Regions from separate parts of the Mus musculus genome. Here all the other regions are linked to region 1. A link is a contact called in public HiChIP or PLAC-seq, Micro-C and promoter capture Hi-C data. All regions are on one chromosome and are shown on one strand. The core of a region is the stretch at or near the end of the contact, and the rest is flanking DNA. Distances in the headings are between cores, read along the strand shown. Region 1 holds the start of Utf1 (undifferentiated embryonic cell transcription factor 1). Region 2 holds the start of Bnip3 (BCL2/adenovirus E1B interacting protein 3). Region 3 has its middle 22 kb from the start of Ifitm6. Region 4 holds the start of Ifitm3 (interferon induced transmembrane protein 3). Region 5 holds the start of Sigirr (single immunoglobulin and toll-interleukin 1 receptor (TIR) domain). Region 6 holds the start of B4galnt4 (beta-1,4-N-acetyl-galactosaminyl transferase 4).

Region 1 (3,664 bases), core at 1,070-3,569:
CATTTGCTGGGAAATACAATCTTTCACTCTGTAGACAGACAGGTCTCAGACTTAGAGATCCCACCGCCTCTTGGGTGCTGGAATTAAAGGTCTGCACCACCGTCATTGTCTAGGGGAAATAAAACTTCCGAGGCCCCTGGGCTGTATCTGGAGCCCCGGCCCTGTGGCTCCCAGGCGTTTGCTGGGGAGGCATTTGCAGAGTGGGCTCATCTCTAAGGTTTTAGCAACTTATTCTCCCTGTACAGTGGGATCCTTTCCAAGTTTGTCTCTCACAGAAGGGATCGCAGGACCTGGCAGGAGGTCCACACCACAAGTCAGTACCTGAAGGTCCATTCCAAGTCTTCAGAAGGGGAATTGTGACCTTGGGACCATCTGGATAAACTCCTCAGGACTTCCCTTAGCCAAGACTTAGTCTTTGGGTTAGCAGTAAGGGCCGGATGGGCCCAGAATTTGTAAATTGGAGCCTCAGGATGAGCCGTCATTGTTATGCTAGTGAAGTGCCGGCAGCAGCTTCCTTTCCTCTACCTGCACCTAAGCCCTCCCCCACTCTGACTCTCTAGTCCCTGAGGACCTTGGAATTTCAGCTTTGAAAGTTCTAGTTGGGCAGCTGGGCTTTGCTAAGTCCGTTGGAGTGGTTGATACCCAGGCCCCAGCCTCTCTCTATAAATCTGACACCTCCGAGGAAGTCTTCCAAGTTCTCCCCGACTATTCCGGTTCACACGGCCCAGAGTATTCAAACTGAGTTTTACTCAGGATAGGCGAGAACTTTAGGGATGTTTTACTTTACTCAATAGCATAATGCCTTGAGAGAGGCCCTTCTACTTCTTAGCCTACCCGCCATCCACGTACCTTATCCAGCCAGCCCCTGGGTTTCAATCACTGCTGACCAGTGGAGGGGTTCCGCACATCAGGTGCCCCAAACATCAGGTAACAACTGTGTACCACTCCGCCAAATCTTCACCGAAAAGATGCACAACTGTGGGGCGAGGGGCTGTGTCTTTTAGCCTCTACCCTTAGGGTTCCATTCTTACCGCGACCTGGAGTCCGAATTCATTCACAGGATTAAGTAGAAAACACAATCTTTATTTTGGTAAGAACCTAGGTTTGAGATGGGGATGGGGACAGTAACAGGGGTCGGGGTAGACTGGGAGTCGTTTCTGGAGAAGAGGACTGATAACAAAGCTTTATTGGCGCAAGTCCCCAAGGATGCCCCGCTCGGAGGCTGCACTGCCCAGAATGAACCCCACCGCCAGAGAAACGGTTTGGTCGAAGGAACCTCGTAGATGCTCCACGTGCTGGTTCAGGGTCGACAGCTGGTCGCGCAGAGGGCCCAGAACTGTTGAGATGTCGCCCAAGTGCGTCAAGGTCTGCAGCAACGCGGTATTCAACGACTGGGGAGCAACCTGCGGGGAAGAAGCACGGCCCTGGGAAAGGCCAGGAGGCTCATTCGGGGTCTCCACGTCGTGGTCGGGGGTTGGCGTCGGGGAGGATTCGAAGGTATGGCCCGGCTCAGGAGGCAGAGTGTCGGTGCTCGTAAGAGGAGGAGAGCTGGTAATGCGGTGGGCACCTGCAGACTTCGTCGTGGAAGAACTGAATCTGAGCGCAGGGGCAGGTTCGTCATTTTCCGCAGCCAGCGGCAGCTCGGCCTCTACGAGAGAAACGCGCGGAACGTACGGAATCCCAACTCAGGGCTCCGCCCCTCCCCAGGAGACCCAGACCCTTCTTGCCCACATGGCTGCTCCTACCTTGCTCCACCGGTGCAGGTGCGGGTGCTAACGCGGAGAGGGACGAGCGGCCGCGGCGCTGGGGACGTCCAGGGCCAGTAGAGCGGCGGCGAACCCTCGGCGGCCCATCGTCCCCCAATAGCCCCATGAGTTGGCGGATCTGGTTATCGAAGGGTCCGGACGGCTGGCCCTGGGAGTCTCGGAGTTTGTCCTTGAGGAACTTGTAGCGACGGCGGCACTGAGCGGGCGTGCGCCGAACTTGCTGACGGGCCAGTGCGGCGGACACGCGGCGGTAAGTAGGCAGAGTCTGCCTGCGGTCCAGCAGTAGTGAGCGCCACATGGCCGGCTGCAGCAGCGTGCCCAGAAGTAGCTCCGTCTCTCGGGCACTCCAGGGCGTGCGCTGCGCCGAGTCCGGGGACACGGGAGCCTTGGGCGAGCCGGGTTCAGCCATCCCGCCCGAAGTAGCGAAGGCATCAGACGTAGTCACCGGGACATCCCCGGCCGACCGCAGCTCAGCGTCGGGGCTAGCTGGCGACGGCGGAGAAAAAGCGGGCAACCTCCGGGGACGAAGCAGCATCCCTGAGCCAGGTAGAGGTGCGTGCACTCCAAGGCGTGGCCTCACCAGAGAGGAGGGCTCCTCCAGAGCCGCCCACACACGCTCTAAGGACCCCGCACCGCCCTCTGCGTCTGAACCTGGTCGTTGCGACCCTCCCATCGTCTAGCCGCCCCGCCCCCTCGCCTACCTAGTTCCTCTTGGCCTGTGCCTTGCTTATTCTAGCCCATCCCCTTTCTAGTCCTTTCCTTAGGGACCCAGGACCTGAGAACGGAGTTTTTTTGCCCTGCTACACAAAACAGAACGTGTAAAAATTTTTTTACTAAAAAAAAAAACCCAAAAAACCATTTAGGGCTAGAGAGATGGCTCAGTGGTTAAGAGCACTGACTGCTCTTCCAGAGGTCCTAAGTTCAATTCCCAGCAACCACCTGGTGTTTCACAACCATCTGTAATAGGATCTGATGCCCTCTTCTGGTGTGTCAAAAGACAGCGATGTACTCATATTAAGTACATACATACATACATACATACATCTTTTTAAAATAAGGCTTATTTGTTATTATACCTAAGTACACTGTAGCTGACTTCAAACACACCAGAAGAGGGCGTCAAATCTCATTACGGGTGGTTGTGAGCCACCATGTGGTTGCTGGGATTTGAACTCAGGACCTTCGGTGAGAGCACTCTCTTACCTGCTGAGCCATCTTTCCAGGCCCAAATAAATCATTTTTAAAAAGCATTTAATCAAGGTACAATGTAATAAGATCGAGTGAAGAGGGCAGATGGGAGGAGTCAGCTCGTTTGTTTTTGTTTTTATATTTGTGCTTCGCCCATTAGTTACTACTCATAAACAGCCTGTGAAAAGCTCCAGAAACACAAAACTCTGGCACCTTGTATGGCTAGTGCACCAGAATGTGTTGTTTATCTATGCAAATTGTAGACCCATCCTCTCCATTCTGCTCTGGCTGGGGGCTTTGGAAGATGGATGGATACATGTTGTATCTAGTTGACTCATCTAGCTAGGGAGGCCATTTGGGTGCTAGATTTGATAGCGATCAGCGGCTGCTAAATTGGAATCTTAGTTCACACACACTACAAAAAGGAATCTTTCTATCTATTAACAAAGGGTGACAAAGTATCAACTCTTCCCCTCAAGATTAAGACTAAGAAAACGATATTCAAAGTTCGTCTGAGTGTAGAATTCTTGGCCAATGTAGTCAAGACAAGAAAAAGGAACATCCTAAAAAGATGGCAAGTAAGTCCCTAGTAGCCCTAGTTTTACAGAGATCAGTGAAGTCAAAAGGAGTACCAGTCTGCCATCTTGCTTCTGGGACTGTGGTGGTCTCCTGCTGTGGGACCGAAGACAACAATGTAGCGCAAAGATTAG
Region 2 (3,847 bases), core at 1,216-3,715, 1.0 Mb after region 1:
CATGAATGGAGTGCCTCTGAGGTACTGCAGCCGTTGAGGGACAGATTCACTGAGACTCTCCATGGGGTTGAGAGTAAGTTGGGAAAGTCACTCAGGTACCTTAGATTTTTCCCAGACTGCTTTCCATAGACCAGGCTGGCCTCGAACTCAGAAATTTGCCTGCCTCTGCTGCCTCCCAAGTGCTGGGATTAAAGATGCGTGCCACCACCTCCCACTTTTCTCCCCCCCTTTGAACGGGCTTTCACCTTGTAACTCAGCTGGCCTGGAACTCACCATGTGGACCAGCTGGGCCTCTAATTCACAGAGATCCACCTGCCTCTGCCTCCCAGAGGGCTAGGATTAAAGGCGTGGTGCTCCACTACAAACAACTGACTCCTTTGCCTGTTTTTTATTGAATGGTCTAAAGAGGTGGACAACCTTTTCTCCTTAAAAATACATATGTCTACAGCACTCAGGGGGCAGACGCAGGCTGATTTTCTGAGAGCTCGATGCCAGCCTGGCTTACATGGTGAGTTCCATGAGACCTAGAGAGACCCTGTAATAAATAAATAGCCTCATATACACACACATACACACACACATACATACATACATAGAAAATAAAAAAGGGCCGGGCAGTGGTGGTGCACGCTTTTAATCCCAGCATTTGGGAGGCAGAGGCAGATTTCTGAGTTCGAGGCCAGCGTGGTCTACAGAGTGAGTTCCAGGACAGCCAGGGCTGCACAGAGAAACTCTGTCTTGAAAAACCATTAAAAAAAAAAAAAAGAAAAAAAAAGAAAGAAAAAAAAAGAAAAAAAAAGGATAAACATAAATTTCTACTTATAACATCCCTAACCCCTTCAAATCCACATTTTCGTTTTTCCTTTTCTTAGTAGACTGGTGTAGAGAATTCCCAGACCCTTCTCTTTCCCTTTGTCATTCAGGCACACATATCTATGCAAGCTGGGGATTGAACCCTTGGATTTGCTGGACACGGAGGCTATCACCAAGCAGGACCACAGCTGTTTCTTGCTGGACACAGAGTCTGTCACCAAGCAGGACCACAGCTGTTTTTTTCTTGCTAGGTGTGGTAGTATGTCTGTAATCCCAGCACCTGGGGGGTTGAGACAAAGGTTTGGTGTCTGTAGCAGAGAATCTGTTTATTGTTCTGAAGGCCCTAGGCTAGAGCTCCGAGCACTGTAAGAAAGCAAGCTTTCAGTTAAGAGTGGTGGAACCACTGGGAAGCTGGGGCAGGAAAAAAAGTTTAAGACCAGAGTAGGTTACAAAGCGAATCTGTCTAAAAAAAGACATCAGATTCAGTCTGGTGACATGGCTCAGCTGCAGTGAACTTGCATGTGCAAGGCCCTCGTATAACCTTAGCACTCCAAACAAAACAAACGGAAATCAAGGCTGCATAGCTATAATCCCAGCTCTCAGGAGGCGAAAGCAGTAGGATCGGAAATTCAAGGTTAGCTTTTGCTACACAGCCAATTCAAAGCCAGCCTCGGTTATGACATTGTCTGGGAAAAAACAAAACACCAAATGAAGCTGCTTCTAGTGACCTGACCCACTGCTACTAAGATAGCTTCTTTTGAGGTTCACAAGCCCCTTCTCTATCCCAGAACTGTATCAAGAGGGAATTCCAACCTCCAAGTACAGAGAAGCTACTGGGTAGGTTACAGGGAGGATGCAGAATCCTCAAAACTGGCCCTCCAAAGGTCTCTCCAACCGTTCCTGTCCAAAAATGCCGTCCTTTCTCGCATGCAGCATACCACAGCACTACCCAACTCGCCATTGATGCTGCAGTAGAATACTGGCAAATTTTTTGTTTTGCTTTGTTGTAAACAGCTTCATACAGTGCAGCCCAGCCTGGCCACGAACCAGGGCTGGGACTAGAGTTATACATAAGCACTCCCGGACTGCATTTTTCTTAAAGATGCAACCTAAAAAACTATCTGTAAGCGTGCATAGAGACAGCGAGACCATGTGTGCTCCCATTGCTGGCGCTCGCAGGTTCCGGAGGAGATTGGGGAACTATGGGTCAACCGCGAGCAGGAGGGGCAAACTCAGCACCCAAGGCCAGACGCCCAAAAACCTGGCCGCACGTCCTCATGCCACGCCTATCTCGGAGCCCGCCCACGTCTGCCCACCTCCAGCCTGGCTTCAAGACCCGCCTCTTGGCCTCTGCAATGCGCGCACCTCGGAGTCCCAAGGCTCAGACCTCGAGCCCCGCCCCCAGACTCTTCCCTACCCGCCTAGGTCCCAGTTACTCCAGCCTCAGGCACAGCCCCCGGTCCACTTCTGCATTAGACCTTAAAAACAGCCGCCCTCCCGCGCACTCCTGCCTCAGGCCCCGCCCATGCCGGCGCACGCGCCGCACGTGCCACACGCTCCCCCGCGTTCCTCCCCCACCTGCAGGCCCCGCCCCCCAGCCAATGGGCTCCGCCGCCGCGTGCGTCCCGCCCCGCCCCGCCCCTTGTCCCTCAGTCCAGTGTCGCCTGGCCTCAGAACTGAGCGGCGCAGGCTGCCCCTGCTACCTCTCGGTGACCGCCTCCCAGGCCTGTCGCAGTTGGGTTCGGGCTCCTTTGCCGAGCCACCATGTCGCAGAGCGGGGAGGAGAACCTGCAGGGTGAGGCAGTGGGCCGAGAGGGGCCGCGGAGGCGGTAGGGTCGCGGGCTGGGGTGCGGTGAGTGGAGGCCGCGATGCAGTTCGGTGCAGCCGGGGCTGGGTGGTGAGCCTCGGGGCATCTTACAGACAGTACCTTCACAGGCAGGCCGGGTCTTTCTTTCCTGCTCTGTTCTTCACACTGTCATAGTTCTGTATTTTCAGACTCTGTAGGTCAGGGGAGCCTCGAACTCTGCGATCCTCCTTCCTCAGCTTCCCGAGTAGCTCAGATTTCAGGCCCTTGGCGTCCCCTTGTTCAGAGTTGCTTAAGTGAGTTAGAGGTTGCAGTTGAATTTTCAGTGCTTTGATTGAAGTCATTAATATTTATGACTGTAGTGCCTTTCACTTTTCCTACTTGGTACTGGGGACAGAACCAGATCTGAACGTGCTGGGTAAGTGCTCATTTCCCGAGCAACACTACCAGTTTTCATTTTATTGCTTTAAGACATACTGGTCTTGAACTTGTGATCCTCCTGGTTCAGCCTCTAGAGTAGCTGGAATTTGGAATTAACAGGCTTTGCCGCTGTGTCCCCTCTCCCCCAATCTTTACCCCTGGCTTGCTTTGTTGCCACTTCCTGATGGAAGAGGAGGATACAGGGTTTCAGACCTCTGTCAGGTTTTAGAGTTAAGAGGTGGGATAGCCGCACAGTGGTGGCACAAACCTTTTATCCCAGCAATCAGGAGGCAGAGGCAGGGGGATTTCTGTAAATTCGAGGCCAACCTGGTCTACAGAGTGAATTTCAGGACAGCCAAGTCTACAAAGAGAAAAACAGAGAGGGGGTATGGCTGGAGGTAGTGTGGAAGAGAGCTACAACAGCTCAAAAGGAGGGTAAAGTGCTTATAATTTAGTTCAGTAGGCTCACTGCAAGCAGTGAAGTAGATTGTAGGTTAAAATGGAAGTGAGGCTGGGTGTGGTGACACACCTAAAATCCCATCATGGGGTGGGTGAAGTTGAGTCTTGACAAATTCCAGGTTAGCCTGGACTACACAGTCGTACCAGGCTAGTTCGGGGCTCTGTAGCCAGACCCTGTCTCACAAATAACAGAAAGGCTCTCCCAGCATCAGCCTTTACAGACTGTTAGCACTGCGCAGACAGCTGCTAGTTTTGCAAGGCCAGCCTGGGTGCTATGTGCCATTGTCCATTTCTGAGAGCTACCTGGTGGGCCTGAGTTGAGTCTGAGTTGAGTCTCAGGCCCTGAGACTG
Region 3 (3,539 bases), core at 817-3,316, 1.1 Mb before region 1:
AAGAAAGAAAGAGAGAGAGAGAGAGAGAAAGAGAGAAAGAGAGAAAGAGAGAAAGAGAGAGAGACAGAGAGAGAGAGAGAGAAAGGAAGGAAGGAAGGAAGGAAGGAAGGAAGGAAGGAAGGAAGGAAGGAAGGAAGGAAGAAAGAGCCAGGTGTGGTGGTGCACGCCTTTAATCCCAGCACTCAGGAGGCAGAGGCAGGCAGATTTCTGAGTTCGAGGCCAGCCTGGTCTACAGAGTGAGTTGCAGGACAGCCGGGGCTATAGTTCAGTCTGATCATCTTAGCAGTTGGGAGGTTGAGCAAGGATAATAGCGAGTCAGAGGCTAGCTTGGGCTGCAAAATGAGACCCTGTTTAAAGTAAAGAGAAGAAAGACCCCAAATCAAGGGCCAAAGAGATGGCTCAGTGGTTAAGAGCACTTGCTGCTCTTGCAGAGGACCCAGAATCCATATGAAGGCTCACAACTGTCTGTAACTCTAGTTTCAGGGGATCTGATGTCCACTTCTGGGCAGCAGGCACACTCAAGGTACACAGACATATAGACAATCAATATAGTCCTACACATAAAAATAATCTTTAAAAAATCCCAAATTCTACCTTGTGGTGGTTTCAAAGAAAATGGCTTCCATAGGCTCATAGGCAGTGGCTCTATACAAAGGTGTGGCCTTGTTGGAGGAAGTTGTGTCACTAGAGGGTGGGCTTTGAGGGCTCAGAAGCTCAAGCCAGACCTAGTGACACAGTCTTTTCCTGCTGGCCAAAGATCAAGATTTAGCACTCTCAGCTACCTCTCTAGCACCATGTCTGCCTGCAAGCCACCATGCTTCCTGCCAAGGTGATAATGGACCAAACCCCTGAGCTGTGAACCAGCCACAGTTAAATGTCTTTGTTTATAAGAATTGCTGTGGTCATGGTGTTTCTTCGTTGTAGTAGTACCCTAAGTAAGACATATGGCGAAGAAAAAGTTACTACCCAGCGCTAAATTTTGTCTGTGATAAAATATCCCGACAGAAACAACTCAAGGACAAAAGGGTTCATCTTGGTTCACAGTCCCAGGCTACAGTCCTTCACAATGGGGAAGTCAAGGCACCCAGAGCTTGAAACAATCTGGTCACATTATGTCCACAGTCAGTAGAAGAGAATAACAAATGTAAGCAAGCCAGTGCCCAGCTCACATTCTTGGTTCTAGACAGTCCAGAATCTCTAGCTCAGGGAAGAGTACTGCTGACAGTGGGTCGTTCCAACATCAACCAGTTTAGCTAACCCCTTCATTGACTTTCACAGAACCTGAACAGCCTTGTGCTCAGAGTCTTGTTTCTCAGGAGATTCTCGGTTGTGGTAAGTTCCCTTCCTGGTTAGGAAACTCCTTTCTTTCAAGATTAAGATATTGGAGAGAATGTATTATATATTATAGATATATTGGGAGTCAGTGTATATGTTGGCTGTAAGGTTGGAAACAAGTGTGCTTTCAAGAACCCACGTAAGAACAATTCGTTCTGCTATTGGGAAGTTGTGTGGGTATGAGGATGTGGCTTCTGGTCTGTAGGCTTGCGGGTGGGGGGGGGAGGGGGGGAGGGGGGGAGGGGGGAGGGTGGGTCCCTTTGAAGTACAGCATATCATACTCTGTAAGGAGCTTGTTCTAGGGAGTTACCAGTCTGGGGCCTTTTGCAGGGGATAATCTAAGATATGAGCAATGTTGAAGGAGATTTGAGGATGTAGAGTTCGTAGGGAGGAGTGTTGTGGGGATGAGGGATGATGCACTGTTCATGTACTGTTGCGGCCGGCCAGCGGCCCACGTGTCTGGGTTCTAGTCTGGAAGGCATCTTGGAATCTGGAAGAGAAGAGGGGGCTAGGCGGCGCGAGATAGATGGAACCAAGACAACCGTCTGATCAAGGTTCGATTTTACTATTCCAGACACTGGGTTATGAAGAAGGGGAAGGGGCCCATTCCTGCCAAATCATCCTACGAGTCCAGTTGCAGGTGACCACGTGTTTGGCTCCGGAACAGCTAGGCAGCAGGCAGCAGCAGTGGGAGTGGCAGAATGATAGGGCGGCAGGCTCCACCACATGCTCTCTTCCCGATAACAGTGAAACCTGAGCAGCCAGGTTTCAGGCTGAGGCGGGGAGGTTACAATGCACAAGGTTGGGATTTAATAAGTAAGCATGGAGAAGTCGTACCCTAGATAGGGATGCCTTAGAAAGCATGGTGACTGATGAGAGCTTTGAGTAAGTCTGTACTGAGAACGAGGACGGGGCCGTGAAGCCAGATTTTCTTTGTCTCAGTGGTAAGTGGTACAGTTGCAGTCAAAGTTCCAGAGGCAAGGTGGCCAGCCTTCGGTCACCATGTGTAGAAGTTTGGCTGCTACATATAGGCTGTAGAGCAATTTGTGTGTCGTCGTCCCCCGCCCCGCCCCCTGCCATTGGCAGAGTATAGTAAAGGTTTGTCCTTGGTTAGTATGTAAAGACAGAAGGGCTTGTGTAGATATGGAAGAGGCAGGTGAAAAACCGGACTTAAGTAGGTTTATGGAACAAAGAAGGGTTTGGGAGACAAGAGTGGCTCTTCCAGGGCTCCCTTAGTGGCTTCGTAAAGAGGCTGTGCAGTGAGGGAGAAGTTGGGGATCCATATATGGAAGAAGTTAAAGAGATCTCCTAATGCAAGAAATTCACACTTGGTTTGTGAGGTAGGTGGCATGGGTCTCACAGAGGCCACTGCTACTTGACAAAGGTCCAGCACATGGACATCACAGACCACAGTTCTCCACCATCCTCGACTTTCATCTTTGACGATTCTCACTATGCATTATGGGAGTTTCCTTGCGCTTTTCTCCTTTGGGGTATTTTGTGTGAGCTGTGGTAGAAAATGTAAGTGTGTACAACGGCAGTCTCTCTAAACCAAATCATTGTTGGGAAGAAGTCTCCGCCACAGTGGAGCCACACAGAGTGATGACTCGGAACCCCTATTGTGCCCCTCTGTTTGCACCCAGAAGAGAGAAGTTAAAGATTGACTAACTGAAAGATGGTGCCAGAAACTCCTGGATACACCTGGTCCCAAGGATGAAAGCACACAATGGGAGAGGAAAACAATGGGCCCAGACCCAGAGCCCGAGGCCTTGGCAGCTGAGGGCAGGAGTACAGTTAGTAAGTATAGGGCAGTGCCCATGATTGATTCCCTGGGCACATGACTTACAGCATGAATGGCGAGGTCTGGTCTGCCCCATGAGAAGCAGATCCTGAGAAGTTAGACTGGCTTGATCCCCTCTGCCATATGCAGGAGCAGGCACTGAAGGAGTCAGGATGGTGTGGCACAATGGAAAAAGAGTAAGAGATCAGGACCTTCCCTTTGCAGAGCTCAGGAGGAGAGCATGCCCATATTGTAAGACTGAGGCACAAAGGAACACAACTAGGAAACAGCTCGATGCTTATCATGCTACCTGGTGCAAAGGCTGCCTCAGGCCCCCTGAGGACTGAAAATTGCTCTTATGGGTTTATTTCTCAAGACTCCATGCCTGGCACCTCCTGACCACATAGGCTGACCGCAAAGACTG
Region 4 (3,749 bases), core at 997-3,496, 1.1 Mb before region 1:
GACAGGAAGAGGTCTTCTGTCCAGCTCACTTGGGGGCCACAGGAAGACACTGACTAGGGTGGTCATACATGCAGGGCTGAGTATAGCTCCCCACCTCTGTGGGTGGGGAGACGAGCCTGGGGATTGAGTGCATGTGAAGGCCTTGATATGCAAAGCCCTCAGGCTCATCAAGGCCACCAGGGAAATAGGATCCCTGTGACTGAGAAAGGCAGAGAAGTGGCCATAAAGTTTGAGGTGACCACTAACTTTCAGGATGGTCTGAGAACATCCAGGAGCAAATGTGTTGGCCTTCAGGAACGTTGGGAGACCATAGTAAACAGAGCTATGACTGAAGTTAAATATTGTTCACTATTTAAAAAGTTATATACCAAGCCGAGCGTGGTGGCGCATGCCTTTAATCCCAGCACTTGGGAGGCAGAGGCAGGCAGATTTCTGAGTTCGAGGCCAGCCTGGTCAACAGAGTGAGTTCCAGGGCAGCCAGGAATACACAGAGAAACCCTGTCTCGAAAAATCAAAAACAACAACAACAACAACAAAAAAGTTATACCAAGATCCATCATTCCTGAAACCAGAGTGTGTTGTGACCACAGGATAACGCTTGCTATCACTTAAGGGCTGGGTGTGTGTGTGTGTGTGTGTGTGTCATTCATATTATTTTATCTCCCACTCCGCTGAGAGGCAACAGAAGGATGTGTGAAGAGCAGTGTGAAGTAGGCCTTGGAGAGGTATCCGCAGAACAGAAAGAAATAACACCAGAAACCAACAGAAACCACCACTTTCAGGCTCCAATCAGAGTCCCTGTGGCCAGTCCAAAGCCCTACCCCTGAGGCCTGAGGCCTGACTGAGGCCTGGAAGGAGGCCTCTGTGAGGTAGGTACGCCCATGGAAACCACTCTACCTAGCTTCCCAGAGGCAGACTTTTTCAGAGATGTTGACTAAACCAGCACCAGCTAATAGGACTGCAAAGAAGGGAGTCTGTAGGAGGTGCTGATGTCTCTGTGAAGAACTCAAGAAAGATAATGAAATGAGTGGAACCTAGAAACTAGAGCAGCCCCAGCTCCCAAGACTCAGGGCACTAGGAAGGGTGGGTGCTGCAGGGCACCTTGAAGGAGATCTCTGTAGTAGCCTGGTCCTTCCAGTGCCACCAAGATAGAAAGTGGATGCAAGTCCTAACAAGAGAAGCCAGGCCAGATGTCCCTGTTATCACTGAGTCCTTCAGTATGATCAGGAGTAGCTTTCCTGGTCACAGCCCTCACCCCACCAAGCGTTTGAGAAAGCGTCTCTGGTAGGACGAAGGTCCTCTCGGTGACCATGCCACTAGCACTAATAAATTTTGTTAGGGCAGGAGGGAAAAAGAGTGGCTGTAGCACCAACAGGCCAGCCCAGGACCATGAGGTCAGAGCCAAGTGACCGAAGATCATTTAGTTCTAATACCAAAGTCCAGTGGTTGATCACACTTAGGGCACTAGGGCTCTGCAAGGAGAGAGACACAGAGGCGTGTTAGCATTTTGTCTAGGCTCTGCCCCACAGTTATCTGGCAACAGCTGGGTGTGCCTGACTCACACTAAAAGGGGCTGCTCCCCCCCTTACTCTCTAACCTTCCTGCACCTGCTTCCCCCTCCTCATTCCCCACTCCCTCCGAGTGCTCATGGCCAGCCTCTACTTCTCTGTTCTCTCTCTCTCTCTCTGCCTTTCTCTGTCTCTACTACCCTCTCAACCCCCTCCCCATGAATAGAGAATAAACTCTGTTCTATGCGATACCACCGTGTGGCTGGTCCCTCAAAGGGAAGGGACGCTTCAGCGTGGGCCTGCAGAGGCCCCCCCTCCCCCAACATATGACTGCATAGCCACCGAAGATATTCCTTCTCTCTCCTCTTTAAAACACAAGAAGTACCGTTCATCCCACCTGTCTATGAAGCCAGGAGAACTGGCGTTCATAGTGAGAGGCTCTCTGGGCACTCTTTATTGCTGAATAAAGAATAGAGGGTTCTTTGGGGCCTGGCTGGGACCTTGATAAGGAACAGTGAGGTTCTGCAGCTGTGAGCGTGAGCTTGGTTGACTCCAGGACCCCTCACTCTTAAACACTGAGGTTTGGGCCTTGGGACAAGTCCTGACTTGGGCTCCTGGCCTGGAAGTTCCCCTGATTCACAATCCTTCCTGACATCCTGCCCTGGAGTAATTTGATCCGCAGGCTTTTTAGATCCCCGCCCCTCTGAACCCAGAGCAGTTTCATCAAGCCAAAATTCAGGAAAAGGAAACTTCTGAGAAACCGAAACTGCCGCAGAAAGGGCAGACCCGCAGCGCGCTCCATCCTTTGCCCTTCAGTGCTGCCTTTGCTCCGCACCATGAACCACACTTCTCAAGCCTTCATCACCGCTGCCAGTGGAGGACAGCCCCCAAACTACGAAAGAATCAAGGAAGAATATGAGGTGGCTGAGATGGGGGCACCGCACGGATCGGCTTCTGTCAGAACTACTGTGATCAACATGCCCAGAGAGGTGTCGGTGCCTGACCATGTGGTCTGGTCCCTGTTCAATACACTCTTCATGAACTTCTGCTGCCTGGGCTTCATAGCCTATGCCTACTCCGTGAAGGTGAGTGTGCTAGAATGGGGGGAGTGATGGTGTAAAAAGGTGTGTGTGAACCTGAAGCTCCATCTACCCAGATGGCACCGAGGTATGAGTGTGGGGTCCTTTGTTTAAAATAAGTTTGTGTTCATTCTTCTGTGGTGTGTGTGTGTGTGTGTGTGTGTGTGTGTGTGTACACGTGTAGGCTTAAAGGCTCTCTGGGGGCAGACACAGGGTGAGGCTGCCTGGGGATTCTGGAGTCAGACTCTTCCAATGCAGAGATGCCTATAGCACCTTCACTCAACAGACTGGGATTCTAGCCTGTGTGGAAAATGTTCAGGAGATTCATGGGGAACAATAGCCTACAGTGGGGTGAACAACAAGTGCTAGGGCCTCCTGGATGATCAGAGGATGTAAAATGTTCCTGACCTAAGATGGGGAGATGCAGTCCACAGGGAGTACGTCAGGAAAACTGTCAGAGCATCTGCCTATCAGCTCCAGGGCCACTGACCGTGTCTATCTGTTCTGCTCCAGTCTAGGGATCGGAAGATGGTGGGTGATGTGACTGGAGCCCAGGCCTACGCCTCCACTGCTAAGTGCCTGAACATCAGCACCTTGGTCCTCAGCATCCTGATGGTTGTTATCACCATTGTTAGTGTCATCATCATTGTTCTTAACGCTCAAAACCTTCACACTTAATAGAGGATTCCGACTTCCGGTCCTGAAGTGCTTCACCCTCCGCAGCTGCGTCCCTCCTTGCCCCTCCCTACACGCAGGTGTAACACTCATTTATCTATCCACAGTGGATTCAATAAAGTGCACTTGATAACCACCATCCTATGACTGCTTTTATTCCTCCCACCCCTCTATCTTCCTTGCTCTGAGGTGGACATGTAGGTTATCCTCAATTTGGCAGTAGTCTCTGGCCTGCTGTTGTGGACATTTGCTGGCCAAAGTCCTGGATGGTATTTGGCTGCTTCAGGCAGGGAGAACTCAAGCTTCAACTGGCCCTGGCCCCACATTTCCAGGGCACCCAGTCCAGTTCAGAAGTGGAGGACCAGGTCTGGGTCCGTATTCTTCTGGACGAATACTCTGAACCAGACAAGATGGTGTCAAAAGTTCCATGCCTGCTTCCCGGGGGAACCCTGGGCTGATCCTGTCCAGGATTTGCTGGGTGCTGTGG
Region 5 (3,519 bases), core at 604-3,103, 1.2 Mb before region 1:
CGGCCTCTAAACTCCTGATTCCTGACCTGGGTATTTCCCTACTCCAGGTACCGGGACTACCGAAATGAGCATGACTACAACTTGTCTGAGCAGTTCTGGTTCATTTTGGCCATCCGACTGACCTTTGTTATCCTCTTTGAGGTGGGTAAATTGTGAGTGAGCCTGAGGAGAGGGCTTATTCCTCTTATTCCTCTTTCCTAGCCCCCAAATCCTAAAGATTCTTCCTAGCCACTGACCTTGCTGGGCCACGCTCCCTATTGCCTGCAGCATTTTGCCCTGTGCATCAAACTCATTGCTGCGTGGTTTGTGCCTGATGTGCCCCAGAAAGTGAAGAATGAGGTTCTGCAGGAGAAGTATGACAGAATTCGCCATAGAATGCGGTAGGGATGTAGAGGCTCACCTGGCTGGAGCAGGTCTCTGCCTGGGGACAGGCCTGGCCTCCGACCCATACCAACCCTATCCTTCCTGCAGCTTCAGTTCCAGGAGCACGGATGTATAGACGACCTGGGGCAGGTGGAGAAATGCCACTTTCCAGGAGCCTGGACTAGGAATAAGTCCCCACCTCTACAGCTTGCCCCTATCCATAACAATGTGTATGTATGTGTTGAGGGAGGCTGTAAAATGGCCCATGTATATGTAGGATCCTGGATGGTCTACATATATGTTAATACATGAAGATCAAAGGAGGGCCTAGACTATATGTAGGTGTATATGGGCATCCTACGAAGCCCATGTGTATATGTTAACCACGGGAGACTTGTATATGTAGGGATCATTGAAATCCATGTATATTTAGGGTATTTATGAACGGCACAGATGTGCCTGTGGGGTTTGCTTCAACTTTCCTACGGTTCAGATTGGTACAGACCTGACTTGAGACTCTTGAATGACCCTAGTACCTATAGAACTGCAGGTTGCTCATAAAACCCCCATGCAGTAAAATTAGCCTAAATGCCATGGACCTCCTGGCTTCTGGGCCTCAGATCCTGCTCTGTGGCCTCCTGCTTTGTGGGAAGCCATGGACCTCCTGGCTTCTGGGCCTCAGATCCTGCTCTGTGGCCTCCTGCTTTGTGGGAAGCCTAGAGAGTAACTTCTGGATCCCCTCCCTCCCAGTTAACCTGGATCCGTACAGCGGCAAAACTTTTTACAAGCAAAATAAACCTGTGTGTATTGATTTCTGAGCCTCATGATGTAGATCCAGTTTCTAGAGATTATTTCTTCCCTGGGCTAGATTGAGATGGGATGAATTATGGCAGCCTGGGGCCACCTGGCTCTTCTTTGGTTTGCCTCATTGTCTTTGGTTTTTGTTTGGTTGGTTGGTTGGTTTTTCAAGACAGGGTTTCTCTCTATAGCCCTGGCTGTCCTGGAATTCACTTTGTAGACCAGGCTGGCCTCGAACTCAGAAATCCGCCTGCCTCTGCCTCCCGAGTGCTGGGATTAAAGGCATGCGTCACCACCGCCCGGCTTTGCCTCTTTGTCTAAGCGCGGGGCACCTTATGGAAGAAGGTTCTTCCAAATATCTGGGGTTTTGAGTGGCAAGAGAAGACACGGGGTCAGTTATGAGTGGGATGTGAATCAAGAAAGACTTTCTGGAGGAAAAGGAAGAGTTTGGGCTGGAGAGGCAAAACACCATGACAGTCAGCAGGGTGGCCCTTTGCGGGTTGCGCTGGTTGGGCTCCTTTGGTCAAACCAAACCCTGCCCCTAAGCCGGGAAGTTTGAAGATCCCGGGACGGAACTTCCTACACTCACCAGCACTAGCCTCAGGCTTAAAGCGGGACACTAGGTCCGCCCTAGCCCTGCCTGCGGGGCGGGGCTGCACCTGCCGCTGGGTCTGTCGCCGCTGCGCACCTCGGACAGGTAAACTGTCAGCTTCCGCGCGAGTCTCAGGTGGGTGGCAGTCGTGACTCAGACACGCGGAGGTGAGTAGAGGTCCTGGTTCCTGGAGCCGCTCCAGTTTTAGGGTTGAGGACCTGGGAGCACTTTGCTCCGAGGAGCCTTGGGGCCATGGTCCCGCAGGAAGTAGCTCTGAACCAGACGGGTTTCCCGCTCAGCCCGGAAGCTCGAGAGCACTGCGTCCAGTCCCCTTCTCTGGCCTTGCTCTTTTCATTCTGCCCAACATGGTCAATAGCTTCCTCTTGATTTAAGTGCAAGCCTGTAGAGGCGGGCGAGGGGTCGTAATACCTCGCCTTCGCTCCCAACAAACGTATCTCAAACCTAAGCAAGTCTAGGACACCTGAGCAGAGTGAGAGGCTGGCAGGGACCCGGGCTCGCGGGGACCCTAGCAGAGCCTTCGCCTCCTGTGAGCGCCAGCGTTCGGTGCGCGCCCAGACTAGCTGTCGGCGCGCTTCCGCTCTCCGTGCGCGTCCCCATCTTCTGCACGCGTGCCTGATAGGTCGGCTTGCCTCACCTGTTGAGTTCCGGGAAACAGGTCGTGCGCCACCCGCAGAAGACCAAGGGCAAGAAGTAGGAGCTGGATGAACTCGGGGAATTGGTCTCCTCGAGGCCTTTTATGCACACTCCTTTCTTTAAAGAAAGATATGTGGGGATCCAACACACACCAGAAACAGGGGCGGCGCAAGAGTAGCGCTGAGCAGCACCCAGGTGTCGAGATGCTGAGCAGCAAAAAACCGGATCCACAAGTGGGGAGCGGGCCTGGGGCTTCGAGCTCCGAAGCTCCAGAACACTCACTCATCTGATAGCACAGGATGCCCCTATAGCTCAAGGACTGTGCCTCCAGGACCTGGGCCTTCCAGGAACCTCAAAATACGGAGGCAATGCTGAGTGATCCGAGGGTCTAGGCTGGGATTTAAATTCTGAGGCCCTGGAGTGCCTTCAAAAGACTGCAGAGGCAAATATCTGAGGCCATCTGAGTTTTTATGCAAGAGTGGCCTGAGGCTGGGGTATGGGATAGAACAGTGGTTCTCAACCTTCCTTTAATACAGTTCTTGTTGTGGTGACTCCCAACCATAAAGTTATTTTTGTTGCTACTTCATAACTAATTTTGCTACTGTTATGAAGCTGCAACTCTTTAATCTTTAATACAATTCCCCATGTTGTGGTGACCCCCAACCATAAGGTTATTTTTTTTTCTTTTTTTTGGGGGGGGGGTTCGAGACAGGATTTCTCTGTGTATCCCTGGCTGTCCTGGAACTCACTTTGTAGACCAGGCTGGCCTTGAACTCAGAAATCCGCCTGCCTCTGCCTCCCAAGTGCTGGGATTAAAGGCTTGGGCCACCACAGCCAGGCTTCATAAGATTATTTTCATTGCTGCTTCATAACTGCAATTTTGCTACAAAATTTGATTTTGATACAAATTCATTGTTATGAATTTACAATTCATAACAGTAGTAAAGTTACAATACTGGGCTGGTGGGATGGCTCAGCAGGTTGCTCTTCTGAAGGTCCTGAGTTCAAATCCCAGCAGCCAAATGGTGGCTCACAACCATCTGTAATGAGATCTGATGCCCTCTTCTGGTGTGTCTGAAGGCAGCTACAGTGTACTTATGTATAATAATAAA
Region 6 (3,848 bases), core at 101-2,600, 1.1 Mb before region 1:
AGATCCTTGGCCCAGGATCTGCTGGAAGATGTCTGGAAACAGTTGTCCAGGCATAAGAAGAGGCAGAGGGCCTCTGCAGGCAGGAGACAGGTGCAGGGCTGAAAAGGGAGTTCTGGATCCATCAGGTGGACTGGACCAGAACATAGTGAGCCAGTGTCACTGCTCTGAGACTTTGAGAGGAGAGATACTTGCTCCCCTCCTCAGCTCACCAGCTTCCCTCACAAAGATGGGGCTGAGCTCTACGTGGCTTGGTTAGGCTTCTCCAGGCTCATTCCCTGGTCTTTCTCTACCTAGCTGTCATTGATGTTCACCCTGCTCTGGAGAGTTTTCCCCCAAGGTGTGGGTCCAATGGCCACCAACTCCAGAGGTTCTCCCCGGATTCTTACCCACAGGCCTAAGTTGCTTTGTACATCCTCTGACCACTCTTAAACGTGCAAACTACAGCAAGCATTTACTCAAGTTAGCATTGGTCCCTAGCACACAGACATCTCAGTTCACTCACAGGTGTACCCAGGGTTTCCAGCTGCTCTGGCCACTCTAGGCAGCTGGATCCCTCAACACCACCCTTACCTCCCCACCTTCCAGAAGATGAGGAAACCGAGGCCCTGCTAAGTAGGCAATGGCCTGACAAGCCTCTTAGCTGAGGGCACCGGTTCCCCCAAGGGCCCACCGTTAACTCCATCACCACCGGATCTAAGCCAGATTCCAGGGTCGGAAAAGGTAGGGATGAGCCCCGAGGGTCCCTGGCGTTACTGCTGACGTCACTGGGCGTCCCGCCGAACAGAACCGCGACCCCTCCCCCAATATAGCTGAGCTGGGAGGAGCAGGACAGCAGGGGCTCTGGGCAGTCAGACCCCCAGGCCTTGGGAGGTCCGGGCCCTCTCGCTACGCGCCATCGCGTACCTCGCCCGTAGCCCAGCCGCTGGCGTAGCGCGCGGCCCGGGCGCACCAGGCTCCGGTGCACATACGTGAGCCACGCGGCGCAGGTGAGCAGCAGCAACAGCAGCAGCAGCTTCATCTGCTTGCGGACCTTCTTCACCGGGAACCACGGCATCGCGGCGCCACAATCAGGGGCGTCGCTGCGGCCCCCCGGCCCCGCCTGCCCCGCCCCACATCCCCCGGCCCACCCTGCTGCGCTTAGCGCCTGCAGCACCGCATGGTCCTTTGTCCGCTGCGGGGACTACGGGATTCGGCCACTACTCCCGGGCTGCTCAGGCCGCGGTCGGGGTGGGCGGCGGGAGCGGCTCCTTGAGGCGCTCCCCCGCCCGCCCCTCCCGGCTGCTCACGCTCCTCTGGACGCCGCGGGACCGAGCAGCATCCACGCTGCGGTGCTACCCAGCGTGAAACGGGACCGATGGTCGCGGTGCCCGAGCCAATCGGCCGCGGCCAGCCCGCGTACAACCAATCCGTGATGCTCGGAGGCGGGGTGGCGCGTTAGGGTGTGCCAATGATCCACACGACGCGCGCATTCACCTGGTGTTCGCCGGCCGCGCGCCCGGGGATGCGGGGGTTGTGGGGACCGAATCTGCGGTGAGGGACACCAGGGACGTCGGGGAGAGGGATGTAAGAGGTCGTTGTTACTGTGGAGGCCATGGCAGGGACGAGGGGTGCTGCGGGAATCCGGCTGCGTGTCTGGGAAAACGCTGGGAATAATGAGCACGCAGAGAAGGAGCTCAGCCTTCCTCTCAGTCGGACTAAAACGAGGCTGGGATGTTCTCGGCTAGCTGTAAGGAAGGACAGGTGGGTGGAGGGTGGTTCTATCCAGATAGCTTCAGTTGTGCACTCCATTCGCTTTCTAGCTGGTGCATCCCAGCCCTCCTGACTACCACCTCTCTCCCACCTTACCACCAGCCGCTTCTCTTTGAGGTTCCAGCCTAATGACCAGGGTACTTCAGTTGGTGTAGCAGAAGCTGCTGTGAGCCTGCAGAGCTCGTGGGTTAGGAATGGGGACTGGACATTTAAATAGTCTCCCTTCCTCCGTGATGCCATGGCCTTAAGTAGAAAGAAGCCATTGGAAGGAGATGGAATCTCTTAGAGACCTTCGCACCCTGGGTGGGTGTGCCCCAGTGGAGATGACTGGGCAACTTCCAGTGTCTGTTCTAAGGGGTGGCCTCCAGCTCAGTAGGCAAGGGAGCCTTCCCATACCACATGCACCACTGTGCTGTTTGCAAGGTGGCTTTGCTGGTTTTGTTTAGTTTGTGTTGTTTTGAGACAGTGTCTCACTGTGTAGCCTTAGTTGGCCTGGAGCTCTTAGACCGCTGCTTGCCTCTGCCTCCTGAGTGCTGGGATTCAAGGCATGTGTCACCACACCTGGCTTGCCTTTGTTTTTAACATTACCCCACCATCACTATGTATCCTTGGGACATAAAATCAAATTGGCCACATTTCTTTCTTTAAAAAAAAAACTTTTTAATTGTTTCTGTCGGGTTTTTTTGTTTTGTTTTGTTTTGTTTTAACTTTCTTCCAGGCATCAGCTGCTGTTCTCATCAGCTGGTTTCCTGTCCTGACTTTGTTTCTGATGCCTGCACTTGTTTATATCCTGAACATTGTCTCAGCACACACCAGCTTGTTGTAGCTACTTTTTCATCTTCCTAGTCATCCAGCTAAAAGACATCTTTACAACAGGAAGACTTGAGGGAGCAATAGAGAAGAACAAGAAGAAGAAAAGAGAGGGTCTCTGCTGTCTTATGTTTACTGGACAGAGGCAGAAAACAAATAATGTTTGTTGTTGTTCTGATTTGTTTTTGTTTTGTTTTGTTTTGGTTTGGTTTTGGTTTTTGAGGCAGGGTTTCTCTGTGTAGCCCTGGCGGTCCTGGAACTCACTCTGTAGACCAGGCTGGCCTTGAACTCAGAAATCCACCTGCCTCTGCCTCCCAAGTGCTGGGATTAAAGGCATGAGCCACCACTGCCCGACAAATAGCATTTTTTGTTTTGTTTTGTTTTGTTTTGTTTTGTTTTGTTTTGTTTAAGAAAGCAAATGTTGGGAAGCAAGCAAAGCGTTTGGGCAGAGAAGTGCACTAGCAGGGAAGAGTTCAGGGCCCTGTAGGCGACCCAAGCCCAAGACTCTCCTCTCTTCATCTAGAGTCGGTAAAGCAAGTAGGGTAAGGCAGAACAACTGAGGAGTCAGCAAACCGTGATCAGCTAGACAGCGGTTCCCCTTGCTAACACATCTGGCCGAGACCACATCTCACCCCAACCACAGAAGGAAATGTTTCAGTCTAACCAAGCAGACAGCACGACAACAGGATCTATTGATGAACGTATGCACTTCAAACAAACAAAAACCCAACTGTATTTGTCTTTTTTTTTTTTTTTTTTTACAGATTTTAATTCATTGTTTTATGTATATGGATGTCTTGTCTGCATGCGTGTCTGGTCTACCACCTGTGTGCCCAGTGCCTACAGAGGCCAGAAAATGGTGTTGCATCTCCTGGAACTGCTTTTAAACCGCCGTGCTGGTGCTGGGAACTCAACCTGAGTCATCTGCAGCGCTTTTAACTGCTGAGTCATCTCTTTGCCTCCTGCAACTATGTTTAACCAAAGCAGAGCCATGGTTAAACTCTCTAACCAAAACAGGCTGCATCTCCCGAGAAACCGGGTCAGAATTTCACATTCACCTTTGGAGGCTAGTCATTCTTGCAGCTGAGTCACACTCCTTGAACATGTTCAAGAGCTAAATGATGAGAACATAGAAACATTAGCCAATGCAATTCTGGGTTGTGTTAGATGGGAGGGAAGCAGGGGAAGGAAAAAGGAGGCAAAGGAATTGATTATCGGAGGGGAAGGGAAAGCACTTGCCATTCAGTCATGGAGTTGTAATGGCATTGGTGACTACCTTTCTTTTTTCA

What was found. Promoter capture Hi-C pulls out the DNA fragments that hold promoters and counts their contacts. Hi-C and Micro-C count contacts between places; a contact is called where the count stands out from the background. HiChIP or PLAC-seq counts read pairs in DNA pulled down with a chosen protein or histone mark.
Region 2: a Micro-C map of embryonic stem cells shows a contact between it and region 1, with 4 times the contacts expected there. The contact joins the promoter of Bnip3 here to the promoter of Utf1 in region 1. A contact is called at or near these places in 2 of 484 Hi-C or Micro-C datasets (both in embryonic stem cells), 1 of 115 datasets of contacts at active chromatin or transcription factors (microglia) and 1 of 9 other capture datasets (macrophages).
Region 3: a contact with region 1 is called in a promoter capture Hi-C map of embryonic stem cells. The contact joins the enhancer-like site here to the promoter of Utf1 in region 1. A contact is called at or near these places in 7 of 39 promoter capture datasets (cranial neural crest, embryonic stem cells, frontonasal cranial neural crest and 3 more) and 7 of 115 datasets of contacts at active chromatin or transcription factors (astrocytes and embryonic stem cells).
Region 4: a promoter capture Hi-C map of hippocampal neurons shows a contact between it and region 1, with 6 times the contacts expected there. The contact joins the promoter of Ifitm3 here to the promoter of Utf1 in region 1. A contact is called at or near these places in 8 of 39 promoter capture datasets (the C10 cell line, cranial neural crest, embryonic stem cells and 5 more), 1 of 484 Hi-C or Micro-C datasets (embryonic stem cells), 4 of 115 datasets of contacts at active chromatin or transcription factors (all in embryonic stem cells) and 2 of 9 other capture datasets (embryonic stem cells and pancreatic islet).
Region 5: a contact with region 1 is called in an H3K4me3 HiChIP or PLAC-seq map of stem cell-derived neural progenitor cells, with 4 times the contacts expected there. The contact joins the promoter of Sigirr here to the promoter of Utf1 in region 1. A contact is called at or near these places in 6 of 39 promoter capture datasets (the 3T3-L1 cell line, cranial neural crest, embryonic stem cells and 2 more), 2 of 115 datasets of contacts at active chromatin or transcription factors (embryonic stem cells and stem cell-derived neural progenitor cells) and 1 of 9 other capture datasets (adipose tissue).
Region 6: a contact with region 1 is called in an H3K27ac HiChIP or PLAC-seq map of embryonic stem cells, with 4 times the contacts expected there. The contact joins the promoter of B4galnt4 here to the promoter of Utf1 in region 1. A contact is called at or near these places in 3 of 39 promoter capture datasets (cranial neural crest, embryonic stem cells and hippocampal neurons), 1 of 484 Hi-C or Micro-C datasets (embryonic stem cells), 8 of 115 datasets of contacts at active chromatin or transcription factors (embryonic forebrain, embryonic midbrain, embryonic stem cells and 3 more) and 1 of 9 other capture datasets (embryonic stem cells).

What each region holds. Positions count from the first base shown.
Region 1 is chr7:139,942,511-139,946,174 of GRCm38.p6, reverse strand. It overlaps Utf1 (undifferentiated embryonic cell transcription factor 1), which reads right to left and starts at 2,319. Exons shown (of 2, transcript NM_009482.2): 1 at 1,746-2,319; 2 at 1,063-1,648. The coding sequence starts at 2,301. The coding sequence ends at 1,185.
Region 2 is chr7:138,908,124-138,911,970 of GRCm38.p6, reverse strand. It overlaps Bnip3 (BCL2/adenovirus E1B interacting protein 3), which reads left to right and starts at 2,465. Exons shown (of 6, transcript NM_009760.4): 1 at 2,465-2,608. The coding sequence starts at 2,578.
Region 3 is chr7:141,036,783-141,040,321 of GRCm38.p6, reverse strand. No RefSeq gene overlaps it. Among named protein-coding and RNA genes, the nearest start is that of Ifitm6, 22 kb to the right of the region's middle. Within about 2 kb of position 2,066, at least 29 of the 459 cell types and tissues checked have an H3K27ac peak or open chromatin away from gene starts, as enhancers often do. A contact at or near this core is called in embryonic stem cells, where this site is marked.
Region 4 is chr7:141,009,241-141,012,989 of GRCm38.p6, reverse strand. Ifitm3 (interferon induced transmembrane protein 3) reads left to right here and starts at 2,246. Exons shown (of 2, transcript NM_025378.2): 1 at 2,246-2,593; 2 at 3,101-3,400. The coding sequence starts at 2,345. The coding sequence ends at 3,265.
Region 5 is chr7:141,098,880-141,102,398 of GRCm38.p6, reverse strand. Sigirr (single immunoglobulin and toll-interleukin 1 receptor (TIR) domain) reads left to right here and starts at 1,853. Exons shown (of 10, transcript NM_001355055.1): 1 at 1,853-1,920. It overlaps Ano9 (anoctamin 9), which reads left to right. Exons shown (of 24, transcript NM_178381.3): 22 at 48-141; 23 at 268-380; 24 at 472-1,180. The coding sequence ends at 499.
Region 6 is chr7:141,058,480-141,062,327 of GRCm38.p6, reverse strand. It overlaps B4galnt4 (beta-1,4-N-acetyl-galactosaminyl transferase 4), which reads right to left and starts at 1,350. Exons shown (of 20, transcript NM_177897.4): 1 at 904-1,350. The coding sequence starts at 1,054. Gm39114 (a long non-coding RNA gene) reads left to right here and starts at 1,289. Exons shown (of 2, transcript XR_881000.2): 1 at 1,289-1,530; 2 at 3,324-3,848.